Regions from separate parts of the Gossypium hirsutum genome. Here regions 2 and 3 are each linked to region 1. A link is a contact called in public Hi-C data. All regions are on one chromosome and are shown on one strand. The core of a region is the stretch at or near the end of the contact, and the rest is flanking DNA. Distances in the headings are between cores, read along the strand shown. Region 1 holds the start of LOC107897926. Region 2 holds the start of LOC107918048 (pentatricopeptide repeat-containing protein At5g11310, mitochondrial). Region 3 holds the start of LOC107897923 (calcium uptake protein, mitochondrial).

Region 1 (4,715 bases), core at 1,498-3,997:
CTTCAAAGGGATTATGATATTTTGACTAAAAGGATAACCATTATGCACATCTTAATTCAATTGCCACTTTAAAAACAAAAAGTGGATTCAACATCAAATTTTATGCAAAAAAGCAAAATATAGTTCACTCTTAACATTATGTTGTCTCTTGCTAAACCTTCATCTTTTATTATATGGTGAGAGAGTGAGGTGTCCACAAAAACTAGATTTCTTTTCCTTCTTAAAATGTGAACACAATTCTCCAAGAATGAAGCTACAAGTGTAAAACAGATCATGTCAGCTCTCACATCAATATTCCCAACTTCAAATTCTAGTCAATATAAAAATAAAACCCAACCAAAAAAATATATCAAAGAATATGTGGGAAATGGAGAGGCTATACACATTTCTGAATGTTTGATCACTTCCAAAATAACATAGAAAGTAACGTTTATACAGTGAAATTGATTAATCAAAATAATTAATTTATCTTTTAATATTTATTAATTTAAATTTTACTGTTATTTTAAATAAAAATATTGTTTACAACATTAAATTTTTAGTAATTTTGACGTCACAATTTACATGATAATCTATGTGTACTACTAATATGATATTGTTTGTTTTATATATCATGCCAACAAATAATTATAAAAATATAAAATATACATTGTATTAACATGTTTTAAAAAATTAATATTCTAATAAATATTTCCATTAAACAACTCTTTTTGAAGCTAAATTTAATTAAATAATAATAAAGATAAAATTAACAAAAGATGTAAACATTAAAAAATATTAAATTTATAAGATTAAAGCAATCTTCTTTTTATGAAATAAATATCATGGCGTCGATCAAAGTAATATTCTCTATTTTCTTTTTAAAAACAATCTAGGATTAATATTTTATTATTTAATTATAAAATAAAATTTAATTAATTGTTATTAACAGCATTAAATAATAAATATTAGAGACAGCTAAACACGTTTCGTTTAAAAGCCGTGTGCCCCAAAACTCTATGGTGGTCCATATGATGAATGGAATAATTTATAATAATATAATATAACTTGATGAGAATATCATTTATTTATTTTATCATACTACTAAATTTATATTTAAAATATTTATAATTTAATTTAAAATTATTAATTATAATTTTATTTAAAAGTAAATTATGATAAATTTATTAAGTCTAAGAGTTATTATCAATAAGTTAAAATAATTAATAATAATGGTTAAAATATTATTTTAAAAATTCTAAATTATTTTTAATTTTTTATAAGTAAACTTTTTTTATTTCCATATTTATTAACATAATAAAATAAAGTTATAACTTGAATAGAAGTTTAAGTATATATAAACAAGTTGATTTTGTCTTATAATTATTACTTATTTAGTTTTAGAGTTATATATATATATTGAATTTGAATTTGAATTTGAATCAATAAATAACATTCATTACTAGCATCAGCATCTCAAAATTAAATATTCAAACAACAATGATACCGAAGATAAATATGTAAGATTATTTTAATTAACTCTTTTTTATAAATTGTTTATTATGTGCGAAACAAGTACTTTTTTATATTTTCTTTTTATTATACATGAAATTGTAAACATATGTGATAGATTTTTTTTAAAAAATGTAAAAAGGATTTACCATATAAGATCTCAATAAATTTTTTAATCACTATCATTAAATGTGTTTATTAGTTTAATGTAAATAGATTTCATATCCAATCAATTTAATGTAAACATCTTTCGTACTTATGATGAACAATTATTATAATAAATGTATGTTATTTTATTTTATTTTAATATTACAATTTACTTTCTACTATATTATTTTCAATTTTTTATTTATAAAAATATTAATTTATATATTATGTATTATTTATTTTTAATTTATAAAAAAATCATATAGGATTGAAAAAGAGTAGAATAGAAATGGCAAAGGTTTTGGTATGTCTGTGGCCTTTTCTTGTTTGTTGGTTTTGGCTTTTGTACAAAAATAAGAATCTCTTAATAATATTTTAATGGGTATGAAGTGGACTCTCTTAAGCATAATATATAATGGAGTACACCCTGTGGTGGTTTAACAAATTTAATCAGCACATGCTTTCCTTTTTTTGGTCTTTACAAATATATATATTTCTTTTGCTACAAATATTTTTTAAAGAGGTAAACAGTTGATTAAGTAAATATTTGTTGGTGATGTGTAATGTTATAATGGGTAGGGCAGTTAGGTTGGGTAAATTTTAATGTATTCAAATAAATTTGAAAAATGTCACAAGATTATTGCAAAGGTCAAAAACTTAAAATGCATTTGATCAACTTTGAAAGCATTTATTAAGGTTGATTGTGCAGAGTCTATTTTTCAAAAAGAGAAACATTCTCTGTTCATTTTGTTAAAAGGGCAAAGGAGTCATATTAAAGAAATTTACCAACATAGGAATTAGAAGGTATGGCAGCGAGCCCATAAATTATTATTATTATTCATCAAAATCAAACTAAATCATCCAACAAATATTTTGGAGTAAAATAGGATAACTTGCTCAAGAATAAAAATAATGCCCAAAAGCAAAGCAAAACAACTGACTCAGCAAAAAGCATCCTTTAATCAACTTATAATAAAAGGAAATTTAATATGAAAAAGCAACTTCAGGCTTCACAGCTTCACCTTCAAGTTCAATTAGAAGGGTATTTCGGTAAAAATAAAAAAAGATACAGACAATATATAAAGGGACCTACCAAGTTGTATAAAACATAAATAAATCATATTTTTTCCCTAACCGTAAGGTTAGCTTCATGTACTACATTGCATCAACCTCTTACTATTGCAATTAACTCTCTTTTATCTTCCCCTCTCTCTCTCTCTCACACACACATTCAAAAACATTCTTAAGAATATTGAACCCCCAAAGAAACACAGAGAAGGGAAAATAAAAATAAAAATAAAAATACATAATGTTTTGTTTCAGATCAAACCCTTATGCATTGTTTTTTCTTTTCTTTTTTTCTTTGTTTCTTTTTGGACATGAAACAGGTTCTCAAGCTTTAAATGTCCAGACTTTGAATATTTCAGGTACTGATTATTATTATTTCAATGAAAGTTTTGGTTTTTATTTCTGGGTTTTTTTTTAAATCAATTTTTTATAGGGTATTGTAGAAGTTTTGTGTTTGGGGAGAGAGAGCAGAGTGAAGTGTTAGCATGGAGGAAGACAGAAAGGAGGAACCTTGCAGAGGGAAGTGAAGGAGACAACAACTCGTCTTTGATTTTGGCTGAAAAAAGGACTTACAGGAGAGACCCTCTTAATGACTTTCACAAGTACACTGGTGGCTGGAATATCAGCAATGAACACTACTGGGCTGTCAGTTTCTTCCCTTGTTCACTTTTTTTGATAAATTGATGCATGCAGCCTGGAATCATGAATTTTATATGTTGTTGGCTGGTTTGCTTGTGTTTGGTGTATGCAGGCCTTTAATTTCCACAGTTTTATCTGATATTCGTATGATTTTTCCTAGAAATTTCCTACCTTTATGTGTTTGTAATTGGTTTTGATGCTTATTAAGAACACTTTATTCTCTGTAATCCTGTTTTTCCCTTAGGTTCTTCCCTGATCATTGATTCGGTTCTGTTTTCTTTTTTCTGTTATGTCAATCTCAATGAATCAAATTATCTTGCCAGTCGCTGGTACTTAGAAAACTTATAAAGTTTTCATGTCTGATAATGCAGTCTGTGGGTTTTACGGCGGCTCCTTTCTTTGTCATTGCTGCAGTCTGGTTTGTGATATTCGCACTATGCTTGTTCATCATATGCATCCGTCATTGCTGCTGTCAACTAAATTCTTATGGCTACTCTCGGACAGCTTATGCGCTATCCCTTATTTTCCTCATACTCTTCACGATTGCTGCAATGTACCAACACTCTTTTCGTGCTGAACTTTTGAGATATGTATGTTTTGAGTAACCGTAAAATTGCTCACTCCATATATAACTTCATATTACAGTGCCGGGTGTGTCGTGCTGTACACTGGTCAGGGAAAATTTCATGGCAGTACAACAGACACACTGGATTATGCGGTTAGTAAGGCAGATCTCACTGCTGAAAACCTCAGGAATGTGTCAGATTATCTTTCTGCAGCTAAGAAAATTAGCGTGGATTCAGCTATTTTGCCATTAGATGTCCAAAAAAGCATTGATGATATCGATAGGAAGATAAACTCTTCGGCTTCAACTCTTTCTCATCAAACGGCTGATAATAAAGAAAAAATTCAACATGGCTTAGACAGAATGTAAGTTGAAGCTTTTAGGATGAAATTAGAATAATCTCAGAGCTGATCATGGAACTCATCTCATGCTAAATTCTGCAGGAGATTGGCTCTCATCATTCTTGCTGCTGTGATGCTCTTTTTGGCATTTCTCGGATTCTGTAAGTTATATTATTGTTGTGATCATTGCTCCATGATTCTTAGTAATTAGATTATCTCAATATCATCTAACTTTATACTTTTATTTTGGTAACTGGCTGCAGTATTCTCCATTCTTGGATTGCAGTGCCTGGTTTACACGTAAGTGAAGTATCATTAATGTATTTGACGCTGTAATTAATGGTATAACTCGGGAAGGTCCATATGTTACTAAACCGAACTTCCTTTATCAATCACTTGTATGATTAATGAATGCAGGCTAGTCATCCTTGGCTGGATTCTTGTTACTGGTACATTTATTTTAT
Region 2 (4,715 bases), core at 1,386-3,885, 320 kb before region 1:
TTGCTACATTATTCATCTAATCTTTTAGTTTCTGAAACTTGTTATTAATTATGACCACTTGTTTGCACTTTGCAGCTTACACACTTCCTTGAATAGACCTCACATACAATACTAATCACAATGTAATTTAAGCTTTACTTGTGTACCAATACAAGCTTGCAGCTTGTTCATATCCATACTGAATAATAACAATAATAGTTAAAAAAACATATGCTTTTTGGTTATTTAGCATGAAAATCCTAAAAAACAGAGACAAAACTATATGAGTTGCAGAACATTTGACTTGTCCCTTCTTATAGCTTATTTAACAACCATTGTAAAAGCATCCCACCAGCAGATGGATAAGACGACTTTAATCTTTGGGGTACAAATTTTGAATAGGAGACAAAACTGAAAACTGTTGAATTGACTACAAGATAAAACTGTGGTAAAAAATTTAAGGTTGTTTTCTAATGTTTATAGTGACTAGCATCCACAAAAACAAGTAAAAACATGTACTGTCAATGGCTATATTGAATAAAAAGAAAAAAGGAATTGGAGACAACAAAGGTAGACAAGAGAGTTCAACCATGGATAAACCATACATTCAAGCAAAAGTAACAATTCATCATAATAATATATAGTCACTAAGAAACAAGTTTGATAATCCTTAAAAGGCAGACCAAATAACTATAATTGCTTGGCTGGAGACAATATAAACAATCCAGCTCTCTGCAACATTTGATTTACTATATAATCCATCTCCTATATCTATAACTTGAAACAGATTAAAATGTTGCCCATATCTTCCTCTGTACCTGTTAAAAACCAAAATTTATCAGTCATTGCATTGGTCCAATTCAGGGAGATTTTGATTACGTAGCAAAGGTACCCTTATAAGTATATATCCTGATTGGCAAACAAGTATTAGTAATATAGAGACCTTGCAGAAATAACAAACATGTTAAACCTTTGAATTGGAATGTTTTTGTCCAAATAGGCAATTATATAGTACCTTGCCAAATTCGATATTGTCATCACTAAACAACCTCTACTTCATCATGAGTATTGCAACATGGTATCAAAGCTGAGTAATGATTTACCTAGAAGCTTGGTCAGCTGGTTTTATTACTCAAACACATGTAGAAATTAGTAGTGTGCATCTAACGTTTATGCCTCAAGACCAGGCTAAAAAGGATGACCAGAACCCTATTGTTATTAATGAACATGGTAAGTACTCAAACCATAAACAAATTGGTATAATGATATTTCCTTGAAAGGCTCACTAAATTGCCTGATGGTATTTTACAGCAAAGTTGGCATGATCAATTCTGCCCAAAAATTGTTCGACAAAATGTTAGAACTAAAATGCCGTCCTACTATATTAAATTGTAGAACTAAAATGCTAGAACTAAAATGCCAGAAATTGTTTGGCATTTACCCCTTCTTCTTCAAGTGTTCTTTACTAGTCACATTACAAAAAACAAAAGCATAAAAAATCAGCATTGTAACAACAAACGAGAGGTGAATTCGTTCTAAAAGTCAAAAAGTATAGAGATTTTGAATGGGAGAATAAATAAAAATGTGGGCTTTGAATGGGAGAAAAAAATCTTCCAAAGAGAAGCATCGGTGGTGGAGAAGAGGAGAAAATATACAGAAGAAATAATGATAAAAATCAATCCCATAATAAAGACAAACAAAAATATACAGAAGAAGAGAAGAAAAAGATAAACTCACCGGTGGTGGAGAAGAGGAACAAAGAACCAGAGACTTCTTCAGTGGAGAAGAGGAACAAAGAACCAGCAGAGGAACAAAGAACCAGTGATGAAGAGATGAAAGCAAAGTGCTTTCTAGATGAAAACAAAGAACTAGCGTTGTGTTTGGCTAAAAAAGTAAAATACCAGCCCAAAAGTATTTTTTGGCTGAAAAAGCTAAAAAATTATGCTTTTTCATATGCCCAAAAGCACTTCAAATAAGTTGAAAATTTACTACCACTGAAGTCTATTTTTTATTACTTTTCAGGGAAAAACATTTTTACATACAAAAGCTCATTTGGAAAGCAATAAAGAACACAACCTGTTGGAAAATATGCACAAAGGCAGAATTTTATTAAATAAATTTTTTTCACAAAATGGCTGAAAACGAATTCTTGCACAAATGCTTGCAACTTCAACTTAAATTGCTTTGCTTTGCTCATTATGATTAGACCACATGAAAATGACAAGTCTTGGTGCTTAGCTTTGCCCATGGAGTTGGTATCATGGGGGCAAGGCTCCTGGCTTCCATGTATGTAGTTTTGCCTATGGAGCAATGCAGGGAGAAGTGCTCCTGTAGGGAATGCTATTAATTGGTAGTATAGTTACAAAAACATTAATAACCAAAAACTACCATCTATTTTTTTTTCTATTTGTTCTTTTAAAGCACCACTGTCTACAATTTACCTGATAATTGGGGTGTTATGCTAGTTTAGTGGAGCCATTTTTTTCTCTCTACTTTCCTGCTTGCTATATGCTTCTTGGATTTTCTCTTCGTTTCTAAACGTTCGATTTCTAACATTTTGGGCCTCAAATGCAGTGTTAGAGTGGGAATTTTTCAAAATTCTCAAGATCATGGCCAATATTAATGGGCTTTCAAATTTCTCCAAATTCTTTGGGTCTTTACCCAACGATAATACGACCGTTAAAACCCACCTAAAACCTCAGGATTTCTTTAGAAGACAAGAAAAATGAAGTCTCTCTACCAGCAGCAACGCCGTTTCCTTCTTCTGAATGTAAATTATCTGCGAAGGCTATTCTTCTCCGATCAATCACGGATTTCCAAAAAAGGTGATCCTTCTATGAAGTGGCCCTCACCTTCTTCATCTCCTCTTTCTAACACCAGACCTCACCCAACTCCCACCTCAGGTTTCTCCCAAAACAAAATTTCCATCATCTCCAATCTCCTCAAAGACCCAGCCATTACCTCCAGTTCATCTTTCGAGTCCGCTTTGGACCAAACAAGGGTAGACCCTGACCCGGATCTGGTCCAAGCAATATTCGAGCGCTTTGATTCTTCTCCAAAATTGTTGCATAATTTATTTCTTTGGGCTGAAAAGAAACCTGGGTTTGAATCCTCTGCGACGTTGTTTAATTCGATGATCAATATTCTTGGTAAAGCTAGGAAGTTTGAGGACGCCTGGACTTTGGTTCTTGATCGGATTGATGTTGGGAAGGAGGACTCCAATTTGGTTTCTGTCAATACCTTTATAATTTTGATCAGACGATACGCTCGCTCTGGTAATTTCCTTCATGCTTTGCGTAAAAAGCTTTGAACTTGCTTTTTCCTAGAAATTTAATCTTGGACTCCTGAATTCCTGATAAAGCAATCCTTCACATTCTATTTCTGTGTCTACATTTTGCATTATTGACCTTCAATATTGTTTTCTTAACGAATTTAAGGTAGGTATATAGATGATGATTTGCAAATCCCTAAATAAGATATTGGATTCGGAATAACAAATTATGGCTCATTACTATCCTATATATCGAGACGATATATGTAAATAAGACATCGTTTTAGGACTAAGAACTTATGGATTACTACTACCTTATATCTCGAGCAGGTGTATGTTCTTACATGTTCAGTTTTTTATCAATTCGATGATGAATCTGCGAATCCGTAAATAAGAAATTGTTCTTGGACCAAGAAATTATGGATTACTACTGTCCCATATTTGGAGCAGGTATATCTACTCACATGTGCAGTATATACCAATTCGATGATGAATTTGCAACTCTGTGAATAAGATATTTGTTTTGGACTTAGAAGTTATGGATTACTACTATATTTGAGCAGGTAAATGTACTTGTCTAATGAAACTCAACATTGAATCATTAAGTTAATATGATCATTTAAAATTAGTACATGATAAGAAAATAAACCTTCTTTAAAGAGTTTAAATTTCCCATTGAATTTTATATTTCTTTTGGTTTAGTGATGCAGTATATAATCATGCAGGTATGACTCAGCCTGCTATCCGGACATTTGAATTTGCAAGCTGTTTAGATAAAATTTGCAGTTCTAATGACAAAAGTAATCTTTTTGAAATAATTTTGGACTCCCTATGTAAGGAAGGGCACGTTGGGGTGGCAAGTGAATATTTCTCTAGAAAAAAGGAGACAGATCTTTGTTGGGTTCCATCAATCAAGGTTTATAACATGCTATTAAATGGATGGTTACGGTTGAGAAAGCTCAAGCATGCAGAGAAACTTTGGTTGGACATGAAAAAGAATGGTGTGTCACCTAGTGTTGTATCATATGGTACCTTAATAGAAGGATACTGTACTATGCGTCGTGTTGAGAGGGCAATGGAATTGGTTGATGAAATGAAGGGAGTAGGAATTCAGCCGAACTTAAAAGTATATAATCCAATTATTGATGCACTTGGGGAAGCAGGTAGGTTAAAGGATGCATTAGTGATGATGGGACGAGTTTTATTCTGTGAACTTAGCCCTGATATTTCGACATATAACTCTTTAGTAAAAGGTTACTGCAAGTCCAAAGATTTAGCAGGAGCTAGTAAAATACTTAAGATGATGATTAGCAGGGGTTGCATCCCAACCACTACAACCTACAATTATTTCTTTCGATATTTCTTGAAATTCAGGAAAATTGAGGAAGCAATGAACCTTTATACAAAGATCATTCAGTCTGGTCATACTCCTGATCGGCTTACTTACCAGGTTTTGTTGAAGCTT
Region 3 (4,715 bases), core at 1,226-3,725, 260 kb after region 1:
ATACTACTGATTGAAGGAAGTTCCAAGGTCAATCCAATCATCATTCAACATCATAAAAACACATAAGCAGCAATAGCAATATAAAAATGTGAAAAGTTTAACAACTAATAAGCTTAGTATATATACTACGAAATTGTCCAAAATCCAGGGCCTTAATCGTTGTTGGATTGGAGTCTCACAAGCCCTGCTATTGTTGGGCTACCTTTTAGTACACCGAGTCGTATTGGCTCATCAAAACCAGTCTTTTACACTTGAGAGATTCCAGAGGGTTTTTTTCTTTCATCACTCTCAAGACTCACTTGATACTTGCATAAACATCTAATTAGAAGACTTTTTATCTTTTCATGTTTTCTCTTTCCAACAAAAAGAAAAAGCCTAGTGCTGCCACCGTCAACCGTTCAAGTTGGGAAGGCCACCAATCAATTTGCCTTCTCTTTCTCTCCCTGAAGCTAGGCATCATTCTCTTTTTAACTCCTGTCGAATGACCATCGCTGCTTATGTCACTTATCTATTTGCTCTAGCATTACATATTTATTGGGCTATTCCCTTTCTAACATTTAACATATACTCCTTTCATCATTTGTTGGTCCTTAATAAAGTTATTTATTATCTGAATCTAAATATGTATCATTAAGATCATCAATATCTTCTTTTCTCATGTACTCTTCAAAGTATAAATCATCTCAATTCCACCTACAAATGAAGTTATGAAATATACAACATGTTAGCACATACGATCCAACTTTTTTTTTATGTTATATTGAGGTAATGAGAAATCTTTTTTAGAACAACAAATGTCCTGTCAACCACATTTTAAAGCTTTGAATGTATCAAATTAAAGAGTTTGCGAGTTACCTCTAGTGCTTGGCTCTAATTTCTCAAATGGTATCGTACCCCATAACATGGTGTAAGATTACTTTTTTTTGAATACCTAGCATCTACCACATATTATTTGGGTTCATTATGCAAATATTTTGTAATTTTAATTATAAAAAACTTATATAAACTTAATTTGGAAAAAAAATTAAGCTATGTTATAATCTTTTTTATACATAAAATAAGTAAAAATAATATATAGTATATAAACTTTATAAAAGTTTTCAGCAATTTTCATAATACTTCTTATAAATAATATAATTTTTTATCATAACTTTAGAAAATTACTTTTGAACACCTTTTTTATACATAAGTATATTAGTTTTTATAATTTATATAGCATGGACAAATAAATAAATTATGCACATATTTTTTAGCTATAACTTTTTATAAATAAGTATATTATAATACTTCTTATAGAACCCAAATTATTTTTTATAATATACTTTTTGGCTATAACTTTAGAATTTCGTTTAGGGTTTATATTATATTATTTTTTGCTATAACTTTATAAAATATACACACATTATTTTTATAATATAATTTTTTAGGATTTATAATATAACTTTAGAAATTTTTGTCATAACCATCACAACCATTCATACTTGTTTATGTTTATAATATAATTTTCATAACTTAAACTTGTATAAAAAAATACTTTTTTAAAGTTAAATCATGTATGAGTGTTTGGAAAGCCATAAGATAATTAGATTTTGGTATAATTATTCGTGTAATTACTCCAATTCTTACCCAGTTGTTCATGAATTAAGTAAAAGTATTAGCTCTAAAATGCTCATTCAAGAAAAGTTCTAAAAAAATTAAATTTAGCTTTAGGTGATTGCGCTGAGTAAGTTTTTTTTTGCTCTTCGAATGAAAATGCTCACTTTTTTTTTTGATTTTGTTTTTAAGTTTTCCACTTTTTATGTGATTAGTATGGTTGAGAATGTTTATTTCCACAAATTAAAGGTTATGGTTATGGCTGTGGTAGTGATTTTAGGGGACGAGATGCAACTTTAGGATAGGACAGTGAAATGTGAGTATGCTGTAGATGTAATTATTTGTGATATAAAAGCATGTTTCCAACCATAAGTTTAGATGGTGGCTGATTAGGGTTTTCATTTCTCACTTATTCATCTTTCTCATATAGCTAAATCAGCTTGACTATTAAAAGGTCATGTAAATCAAAGGCTAATCTTTTGTTTATTATTTTATTATACATTTGTAACCAAGTATTGATGTTAAATTTTGGAATGTTGGCTCTACGTGTAGACATGCATTATGGTTTTACAAATTATGTTGGAATTTATAGAGAATAATCATTCAATTAAGCTTTATTCCAGTTTAACAAACCAAACATATCGGGAATGGGTTGAGATAAAAGGGATAAGCTTTATTCCGACAGATTTTTTCCTGTTGTCAGTTAATGAAAATGATCATGTTCGCTTGGTAAGAGAGAAAATCGGATCTAAAATGGAGAAACGAACAAAATCATCGAATATTAACCATATGGTATTATAGTAGTAATCAAAATCGGCCGCCAATTTTCTCGGTCAAAATTATCCCAACTTTCTATAAATTCTATTATCATCACCAAAAACAAAATAGCACCGATTCACCCAAAGCATACGATAAGCGAAACCGTAATATGTTCTCTTTGCCATCTCTCAGGAAATCCTCACCATTAATCAAACAAGTGGTTGCTAATCAACGGTCGAATAGTGTTCGTCCGGTGTTTAACCAATCAAAGGACTCTTCTTCTTCATTTTTGAGCTTGTTGAAGAAACCTTCCTCTGCTGGTGGGTCCACTGCCGCCGGTGACAAAAACAGTGGGGGAGACCAACTGTTGAGATCAGTCTCTACTGGGGTTTTGATTGCTGGCTCTACTTTAGGCTTTTGCTACTTTTCTCGGTCTTCTTTTGATAGCAATTATTGGGTTTCTTTTGCGGATGCCCCTAATGGGGCAACATGGGCCCCTGATAGCGTTGCTGATCAGTTCGAACATGGGATTCCCGACAAGAAATCCAAGTATCTCTTTGGAGGTAGTCTTGTTGAACTGATGAAGCATCGATTTTAAATCCTTTGCTGGAAATTACGTGTTTAATCTTTTCTCTTTTTAAATTAATGTTTCAGAATCATACAGGAGAAGAGTCTTCTTCAATTATGAGAAACGCATAAGGTTGCAAAGTCCCCCTGAAAAGGTTTAAAAAAAAAAAACATTTACAATGTTGATTACATAATATTTTCTATTAGGCAAGTGCTTAGAGATAATCTGAGAACCAAAATAAAATGCCATTTAACTAAGAATTGTGTCTATGAATCAGGTGTTCGATTACTTTGCATCGTATAGCACTCCGGAAGGAGATGTTCTTATGACACCGGGGGATTTGATGCGGGCACTGGTCCCTGTATTTCCTCCCTCGGGATCAAATCGTGTTCGAGAGGGTTCTCTGAGAGGGGAATGGGTAAAGCCTGGGGAGTTACATTGTCCCCCTTCCAAATTTTTCATGCTTTTTGATACCAACAATGATGGACTCATCTCTTTTCCAGAGTAAGTTTCCAACTGTTTATTCATATCTAATAGTAATACACTATAATTAACTCGTCCGTAATCATTTCTCCTGTGTCACACTTGCAGGTACATCTTCTTTGTTACACTTCTTAGCATCCCTGAATCAAGCTTCTCAGTTGCTTTTAAAATGTTCGACCTTGACCATAACGGGTGTGTGTTACTTCTAACAAGGTTCGATGCTCACTTGTTTGACAAAATACTAACAATAATAATATTTTGATTACAAACAGAGAAATAGATAGGGAAGAATTCAAGAAAGTGATGACATTGATGCGATCACAAAATAAGCAAGCGGCTCGCCACAGGGATGGACTGAGACTTGGCCTTAAAGTTGCAGAGCCTGTAGAAAATGGGGGCTTGGTAGAGTATTTCTTCGGACAAGATGGCAAGACTTGTCTAAAGCACGACACATTTGTCCAGTTTTTAAGAGATTTACATGAGGAAGTATGTGTCACTCAAAACAATCAGTTTGACTTATTACTTGGAAAGCAAGCAACTGATTTCTACCTTTGAATGTTGTAGATTTTGAAGTTGGAGTTTTCCCATTACGACTACAAGGTACATGGAACAATATCAGCTAAAGATTTCGCATTGTCGTTGGTGGCCTCTGCTGATATTAGCGACATAAGTAAGCTGCTGGATCGTGTTGATGAAATCGACAAGGAGTCACATCTTAAAGATGTGCGGATTACTTTTGAAGAATTCAAAAGTTTTGCTGAGCTACGAAAAAAGCTTCAACCGTTTTCGCTAGCGATTTTCAGTTATGGAAAAGTAAATGGGGTGTTAACCAAGAAGGATTTCCAAAGAGCTGCATCCAAAGTATGTATTGCAAACTATCTTAGTTCAAGTAAATGGGGTGCTTAGATGTTTTGACATTTTAATTACCTATTATTCTTTTGTGAATACTAATGGTGCATGTTGTTGGGAAACTGTTGAAGGTATGTGAAGTATCCTTAACTGATAACGTGGTAGACATAATATTCCATGTGTTCGATACAAATCGAGATGGGAGTTTAAGCTCAGATGAGTTTGTGAAAGTAGTACAGAGACGTGAACGGGACGACTCTCAGCCTAAAGCAGAGTCGAAGGGATTGATATCTTGCCTGCTAAGTTGTGCAGCAAAATGATCCAATTCAAAGCTGTTTCCTTTGATTTGTGAGATGATCATCATCTTACAATGTATTGGAAGATATATATACTTTACTGAGTCAAACAAGGCAGATCAGTTGCTTCTTGAAAATCAAAACCTATTGTTGTTATGGATACCAGC

What was found. A called contact is a pair of places that touch in the nucleus more often than the background predicts.
Region 2: a contact with region 1 is called in a Hi-C map of leaf, with 2.6 times the contacts expected there. The contact joins the promoter of LOC107918048 here to the promoter of LOC107897926 in region 1. A contact is called at or near these places in 3 of 34 Hi-C or Micro-C datasets (hypocotyl and leaf).
Region 3: a contact with region 1 is called in a Hi-C map of leaf, with 2.0 times the contacts expected there. The contact joins the promoter of LOC107897923 here to the promoter of LOC107897926 in region 1. A contact is called at or near these places in 9 of 34 Hi-C or Micro-C datasets (callus, hypocotyl, leaf and 2 more).

What each region holds. Positions count from the first base shown.
Region 1 is chrD08:24,998,100-25,002,814 of Gossypium_hirsutum_v2.1, reverse strand. LOC107897926 reads left to right here and starts at 2,747. Exons shown (of 9, transcript XM_016823533.2): 1 at 2,747-3,065; 2 at 3,140-3,351; 3 at 3,717-3,898; 4 at 3,991-4,275; 5 at 4,354-4,412; 6 at 4,515-4,551; 7 at 4,669-4,715. The coding sequence starts at 2,948.
Region 2 is chrD08:25,319,905-25,324,619 of Gossypium_hirsutum_v2.1, reverse strand. LOC107918048 (pentatricopeptide repeat-containing protein At5g11310, mitochondrial) reads left to right here and starts at 2,635. Exons shown (of 2, transcript XM_016847549.2): 1 at 2,635-3,254; 2 at 3,976-4,715. The coding sequence starts at 2,705. LOC107918042 (a long non-coding RNA gene) reads right to left here and starts at 2,318. Exons shown (of 2, transcript XR_001689884.2): 1 at 1,717-2,318; 2 at 563-797.
Region 3 is chrD08:24,736,424-24,741,138 of Gossypium_hirsutum_v2.1, reverse strand. LOC107897923 (calcium uptake protein, mitochondrial) reads left to right here and starts at 2,475. Exons shown (of 7, transcript XM_016823530.2): 1 at 2,475-2,915; 2 at 3,007-3,074; 3 at 3,198-3,424; 4 at 3,512-3,595; 5 at 3,676-3,889; 6 at 3,968-4,264; 7 at 4,384-4,715. The coding sequence starts at 2,522. The coding sequence ends at 4,572.